Regions from separate parts of the Triticum aestivum genome. Here region 2 is linked to region 1. The links are chromatin contacts, called in public Hi-C maps. All regions are on one chromosome and are shown on one strand. The core of a region is the stretch at or near the end of the contact, and the rest is flanking DNA. Distances in the headings are between cores, read along the strand shown. Region 1 holds the start of LOC123093708 (60S ribosomal protein L23). Region 2 holds the start of LOC123093709 (sugar transporter ERD6-like 4).

What was found. Hi-C and Micro-C count contacts between places; a contact is called where the count stands out from the background.
Region 2: a contact with region 1 is called in a Hi-C map of leaf, with 3 times the contacts expected there. The contact joins the promoter of LOC123093709 here to the promoter of LOC123093708 in region 1. A contact is called at or near these places in 2 of 5 Hi-C or Micro-C datasets (both in leaf).

Annotation. Positions count from the first base shown.
Region 1 is chr4B:631,668,612-631,672,477 of IWGSC CS RefSeq v2.1, reverse strand. It overlaps LOC123093708 (60S ribosomal protein L23), which reads right to left and starts at 2,520. Exons shown (of 3, transcript XM_044515724.1): 1 at 2,402-2,520; 2 at 2,017-2,301. The coding sequence starts at 2,414.
Region 2 is chr4B:631,827,107-631,831,129 of IWGSC CS RefSeq v2.1, reverse strand. LOC123093709 (sugar transporter ERD6-like 4) reads right to left here and starts at 2,310. Exons shown (of 17, transcript XM_044515725.1): 1 at 1,915-2,310; 2 at 1,698-1,787. The coding sequence starts at 2,190.

The DNA of each region.
Region 1 (3,866 bases), core at 1,271-3,770:
CAATCCACACAAAGAAAGAAAAAGGGAGCTGACAAACAAACAATTAACATTCAGATTAGCGAATGGAACATAAAGCTGATTTTTGCCTCATGGCAAGTCCCAAAGTTTCACTGCAGCAACGCTGCTACCAAGGGTGATGGGAGATGAGACAACCTTCAGAAGGAGAAAACCTCAACATCAAAAGGGTTGGTCTGCGATGTTTGCCTAGGAATATACAAACATGGGAGAGTTTGCTCCATGTAAAAGACCACCATCACAGAAAAAAAGATCATCTCATCAACGAAAAAAAAGATTTTGTACAATGTGAAAAAGGATGTGTTTGAAATAAAATGCTGGCAATAACTAATGTGAGTCTCATGGCAATTCCCAAAGTTTAAACGCAACAACGCTGCTATCAAGGGCAATGGAATATGAGACTGCCTTCTAATGGAGAAATCCCTCGAGGGAAATCTCAACAACAGAAGGCTCACTTTATGATGTTTGCTAAGGACTATACAAACATGGATTGTTTGCTCCACAAAGCAAGAGGACTCGGATGTCCTCCCATCACACAATAATAGTTTTCAGAAATAAATAAGGACACATTGTACAAAACAGAAGATATAAGCATATTTGAAATAAAATTAGGGCATCAACAGATGTCAGCCTCATGGCAATTCCCAAAGTTTAAAAGCAGCAACGCTGCTATCAAGGGCGATGGAATATGAGACTGCCTTCTAATGGAGAAATCCCTGGAGGGAAATCTCAACAACAGAAGGCTCACTTTATGATGTTTGCTAAGGACTATACAAACATGTATTGTTTGCTCCACAAAAGCAAGAGGACTCGGATGTCCTCCCATCACATAACAATACTTTTCATAAATAAATAAAGATACAGTATAAAACAGAAGATATAAAAATATTTGATATAAGTCTCATGGCAATTCCCAAAGTTTAAATGCAGCAACGCTGCTATCAAGGGCGATGGAATATGAGACTGCCTTCTAATGGAGAAATCCCTGGAGGAAAACCTCAACAACAGAAGGCTCACTTTGTGATGTTTGCTAAGGACTATACAAACATGGATAGTTTGCTCCACAAAAGCAAGAGGACTCGGATGTCCTCCCATCACATAACAATAATTTTCATGATAAATAAATAAAGACACATTGTATAGAACAGAAGGTATAAGCAGTTTGAAATAAAATTTGGGCAATAACAGATGTCAGTCTCATGGCAATTCCCAAAGTTTAAATGCAGCAACACTGCTATCAAGGGCGATGGAATATGAGACTGCCTTCTAATGGAGAAATCCCAAGGGATAGCTCAACATAAAAAGGCTCACTTTGTGACGTTTGCCAAGGAATATACAAACATGGATTGTTTGCTCCACAAAGGCAAAAGGACTCGGATGTCCTCCCGTCAAACAAAAACAGACACACATTTGGTAAAAAAAGAGAAATGAAATGAATGCAAGTAAATGATTGTCTCATGGCAAGTCCCAAAGTTTAACTGCAGCAACGCCGCTATCAAGGGCAATGGAATATGAGACCGCCTCTGCATGGAGCAATTCCAGGGGAATCAACATACAGAGGCTTGATTTGTGACGTTCGCCAAGGAATATACAAACACAAAGAGTTTGCTCCTAATCAGGCAGAAGGACTCGGATGTCCCCCCGTCACACAACAAGATCAAAAACCCAATGTCTGACGCCAGGCAAATAATCTACAAGAATAAAATGCACAACTATAGCAGCGTTCAGAACTAAATAGCATCATACGGCTTGAGCAATTTTGCCACACAGCACGAGAATTATCTAGGTAATGAATTCCACAGGGGGACACACAAATCAGAATTCTAATTTTTTTTTTGCGGTTGAAATCAGAATTCTACAATGGGTATGGCACAGCAGGCAGCAATGTAAGATTTCAGACAAAGATGGTACTGAACTAAGCACTATAATCAAGATTCATCGTAGATTGCCATCACAGTGATCGACTGAGGGGGTCGTACGAGTAGGGAGATGTGACGGTACCTTCGAAGTACATGAAGACGCCGTCCTTGCGGCGCCACGGCTTGCGCTGGCGGATGATGACGGCGGGCATGACCTTCTTGCGGAGGTCGGGCTTGCCCTTCTTGACGGTGGCCATGACCATGTCGCCGACGCAGGCGGACGGGAGGCGATTGAGGCGGCCCTTGATGCCCTTCACGGAGATGATGTAGAGGTTCTTGGCGCCCGTGTTGTCGGCGCAGTTCACCGTCGCCGCCACAGGCAGCCCCAGCGACATCCGGAACTTGTTCCCCGCGGAGCCTCCCCTCCCTGGACCGGATCAAACAGCACGAAGATCAGCATCACAGATGAGATTGCGACGAGGCAGATCAAGAATCGATCGGGGAAAGGGGCGGGGGAGGAGGTTCACCTCGCTTCGACATGGCGGCGGCTGCGGTTGGACCGACTGGTAGGGTTTCTCCTGGCTCGCTAGTTATAGATCGGCGGGCTAGGGTTTTGGCTGCGGTTGGTACGAAAATGCCCTCAGGTGGTTTGGTGGCCGCGGGTTGGGGAGGGGGTAAAAAGGTCTTTCTCTGACGTGCCAGGCACGGGAGTTTAACGGCGGCGGCGGGCGTGGGTTCTCGTGGGCCGTAGTGAGAAAATGAAGCGGGTGTTTTCGGCCCGGGAACTCGGGGATGCCAGGCAAAGGCCCGTTTAGGAGATAAGATTTACACCTCAAAAAAAAACGAAGATTTTTTTAAAAAAATAAAAGAGATGAAAAGCTTGTGTTCGGGACTCCCTATTCCCATGACCCGCGCGCTAGAAAGGGATCTCACAAATTGTTCATGATTTTGGGAAAACATGTTCGGGATTTTGGATTGTTCATGAATTCAAAAATTGTTCATGTTTTTTAAATGTTTGTACAAATTTATTCATGATTTTGAAAAATGTTCAAATTTTAAAAATGTTCTGCAATTTCGAAAAATGTTCATAAATTTGAAAATAAAAACAAAATGGAAATAGAAAATAGAAAAAATGAAACAGAAAAAAATAAAAGAGAACTCAAAAATAAAAAATAAACATAGAAAACTGAAAGGAAAATGATAACCTTCCCAAAACTAGAAAGGAGAGATAGTTGGGTTGGCCTAGTGTACATAGCGGAAGCATGGGAGGGAGGTACACTGCATGACGCTATGCATCGAGCTACGCGGAAACTCCTCGTATGCTCTCCTCTAGAAAGAAGAGTGACAAATTCATGTTCTACACAAATAATTTACACACTTTATGGCAAACGAAAAATTAAAGGCATATTTAGAATGCAGAATTAGAAAATGTAACACCATGTTCGGATGTTTGAATTTCGCAACGAATTGAGGAATTGGTATAGAAGCGTGTTTAGGGTGGCTACCAAAACGACTTATGTAATCGAGCTCTGATTCCAAGTTGTGCACTCATAGGTGTGCGCACGCCCGCCCTTGATTCCAAGGCCCCTCCCCCTCCCCGCATTTTCATCAAAAATAGTCTGACCCACACTTCCTACCTCTTTGCTCCCTCTCTTGTATCAAGTTTGTGGGAGGGCGACGAGTCGAAGGGCATCGACAGATTGAATTTGGCAATGATTGTGCAATTATTCCTTTCAGGTTCCCTATTTTACTGCCTTGTTTTTTGTTCTTGTACATTATGGTTCATATTACACGTAGATGGGCCTTGGGGAAGCAATAGTTAGATTTTGTTTGTGCCATAACTAGAGAAAATAAATGAAGAAAGCCATTATTGGCATCGCTTTGAGGAGACCATGGAACTATACGGGGAAACACTTCCTATCAGTACACTTAATTACTCAATTCTCGCCGGACGAGTGCGGGACCGTTCATCCTACCGATTCAATCCAACGT
Region 2 (4,023 bases), core at 1,061-3,560, 160 kb before region 1:
GCAAGCGACCCGTGGACCCTCAGTGATGGCCCGTATTAACATCCTCAACAATAATTCATTTTTGGTTTTGCGGGGCTCATCAATAATTCATTGACGCAGCAATGGACCCACCTACTACTGCAGCACACTGTGTAGGGATTTTTTGTCGAAAAAGACCCCCTGCCCAATGAAATTGACAAAAATGAACCTTCCCCCGAACGAATTTGACAAAAAAAACTCCCTGAGCTGTGACGGCAGACGCGCCAGGCGACACGCGGCACCTGCCGCCACGATGGGAGGCGGCAGCGCCTGCCGCCAGCCAGGCAAGAGGTAGCCGGGAGATAACGGGAAACTGCTGGCGCGACGGAACGGCTGGCTCGTATAGTGGCGGCAGGCCTGTGATGCTGCGCGCGCCCGCTGTATGCATGGCCGTGCGTCGGCACGCACCGGCACCTGTCACTACAGCCGCTAAACACCAATACACCATTATCGGCGTGTGCCCTAACTTAGCTAGACCCAGCCGGCCACAGACCTACAGTAGCATGCGTCCTAGCTAGCTTAGTGCAGCGTACATACCGCCGTGTCTACGCCTGTCTGGGGCCGACCTAACGTGTCGATCAGGATGCCATGCACGAGCAGAAATGCTCCAGCACGTTAGTTATCCAACTTGGAAATTTTGCTCTCGAGCTGGTACCACACTGACACTGTACACGCTCCCAGATCAAAACTCAAAAGTCTCGAGCCTAGGTCGATAGGTCGGCAGTGGTAGTAGCAGCTAGGGCTGATTATTTTCGCGGGGTATTTCAGATCGACGACACAACGCGACGAGGCTACCTAGCTAGGCTAGGCCAGTTTGATGTGCGCCAGGACGCGACGAGGCTACCTACCTGTGCTGCCGCCTCAGCCTCAGGCGGCAGGCCCCACCACCTGGCCTCCGTTACGTCGCGCGAGCAAGTGCACCATAATCCGCGGGCTGCCCCTCCCACCGTGGCAGCAGGTGCCACGTGTCGCCCGGCGCACCTGCCGCCATGACCGAGGAGGTCTTTTTTGTCAATTTTATTCGAAGAAGTCTTTTTTAACAATTCTATTGAGCAGGGGTCTTTTTCAACCAAAAATCCTGTGTAGGATTAATTGTAGGCTAGCTAGCTGGTAACATGCTGCAGCAGTACGTGTTGGCGCATGCATGCCACACTTCTGTTTATAACGCAGCAGGTGGTCGACTGTGATGCCGAGAAGAAGAAAGCCTCGAACTAATACCACAACACTTATTTCGGAATGGAGGGAGTACCGTCTTGGACTGCGTCCATGTATTATTACGTGAGATATGTAATGGTTGGTTGTCTGATTCATTTGTGTTGATAACATAATTATGTTTAGAATGATAAATCATACTCCCTTCGTTTCGAATTAGTTGGCGCAGAAATGGATAAAAATTGATGTGTTCAGAACTACTAGGTCTAGATACATCTATTTCTGCGACAAGTAATTTCACACCGAGGAAGTCTCCATTTGTGTTTTATTTGCTTTATTAAATGGTAAAAATAGATGGATTGCGTAGAAGATTGCATTATTTAATTTGCTGATGCGATGGGACTATCGATCAACAAAAGGACTGACATTGACCCTTCTTAAGTGCGATGCAACAGGCAACAAACCGGTCGTCCTCGCAATGGCATGGTAGAGGAAGACAAGCAGCAGGCTAAGGGAAAAAATCTCACCCCTTTGTGGCCAACGTGCTCCACCATCTGCCCGCTGGCGATGGCGCCCACCATGGCGCCGATGTTGGAGAGCGAGCCGAACACCGAGAACTGCGGCACGCCACGCACAGCCACAGCCTCGTCAGTGACTGAGATCCTGGGCCAAGTCAAGCCAGCGAGGCTGCCGCAACAGAGGTAACACGGTAAACAAAGACGGGCTATGGAAGAGGATGGTGACCTCGGAGATGGAGAGGCTGAGGTCGCGGGTGATGGCGTCCTGCGTCGGCGAGGAGAAGCCGCCGGTGAAGCCGAACTGGATGGGGCCGAGCGCCACGATGAGCGTGCAGAGCAAGGCGGAGACGTGGGACTCGCGCGTGATGGCCATGGACGATGATGTGAGGCTCGACCCCATCCTGTACCAGCTCCCTGTGTTCACCAGCAGCGGCTTCCGCATGTCGTTGTGGTCGCTTCCGCCGCTCTCGTGCCCTCCGCCGTCTCCGCCGTTGCCGTTCATGGCGCCTGCAGGCCCTCGCTTCCTGATGGACGAGAGACAAAGGTGGGAAGGGGAGGAGAAGAGTCGACTTTGAGATGGGGCTCGTCTCTTGCCTGTAGATGTACCTATATATGCTTCGCTTCCACAAGGCGCGACCGAGTATATAAAAGCCTACGGTCACAACAAGGTCTTATTCAGTTGGACCTTATTCCCTCGTAGTGCTATGTATTCCACAAGGCGCGACCGAGTACTATGTACTACTCTGGCACTACATATGTAAAGAAATACTCCCTCCATTAAGAATGAAGGGAGTACAAGACATTTTAGATCACTACAGAGGAACTACCGTTTTGCAGGCTGCGACTTTAGTGTTTGCGCAATTTTTCCTTCAATCGGGTCCACCCCCTCTCGATGGGACAATTGGAGAGTATAACGATCACGTCCCGAAAGTGCTCTTTTGATCCCGAGCTCATATGCTCCCGCATGAACAATAAAATCGAAAAAAACAGTAAAAAATTCAAAAAAATCTGATTTTTTTGTGATAAACATTGATGAATAACAAAATGACATTCGTGGAGGTTAGGGCAAAAATAACGAAATCGATGCTCCAAAATGAAGCCAAACCTCCACGAATATCATTTTGGCCTGAAATTTTGCATGCAGTTAGAAATTTATCAATGTTCATCACAAAAGAAAATCATTTTTTTGAATTTTTTTACTATATTTTTGGATTTTACTGTTCATGTGAGAGCATATGAGCTCGGGATCAAATACTTCATGTCCCATCCCATCCCTCCTTCCTTGTAGTACATCACATCTTTCAAGAACTATTGGATTTACTTTCTACAATCTTAGGAAAACTTCAACACTAATCACCAAATCTCCCCTAAACGTCTGAACTAGGTCTGTCCAAACGTATTTTGTTATCTAACGCCGTCCCTTAAACGTTAGCAGACATACCTGGACGTCTGAAATCCCAAAAACTGGCATCAAAGCCAAGGGATGTTTGCGGGTGTCCGGACTCATGTCAAGTTTGAGTCCGACAACAAGGGGGCACCCAAAACCTTCCTAGAAACCTCGTCGCTCATTCATGCCGCTCATAGCACCGTCTACCCGCATTGATGTTGGGTAGACAGATGTGACCGTAGGGTTGACCGCTCTAGCATTCACACCGATGCAGCGACCCAGAAACCTACTCCACATGCTACGCCGCATTGAAGTAGCATTGGTCTGCCTACACCGACTATTTAAGCAGGCCAGCTGCACCGGCCAACCCCATACGCTCTCCTCTCACTGACTATTTACGGTACCGTGAACCCTCCGATAGAACAGATCCCGTAAACCCTTCCCGCAAATGTTTTGAGGGACACGTTTACAGGATCTATTCCGCGCTGGAGGGCTTGTGGTACCGCAAATAGGAGTAGCATGCGGAGTAGGTTTAGTAGTAGTGTAAGGTGCCATAAATAGGGCTCGCGGTACTGCGCTACTGCTATGGTGCTTAGTAGTAGCGCTTGTCAGGAGCAGCCCTACTACTAAGTGGAGCCCATTAGCAGTAGCGGTGTTGTCAAAGCAAGCGCTACTGCTAAAGTCTTAGCAGTAGCGCTGTATTTTGGGCCGTGCTGCTACTACAGCTAGCGTTGGTGGGCTCGTTGGGTCCCACTTATCAGTAGAGCTCTTTCTATTTACAGCGCTACTGCTAAGGCACCACTTGTAGCGCTGCCAGGGACCAGCGCTACTGCTAATTAGCAGCAGTGCTTGTTATTTTCCAGTGCTACTACTGATGTCCTTCCTATAAGCATTTTCCTACAAGTGAAAATAAATCATAGGATAAATATTGACAAGTGCTTACATATG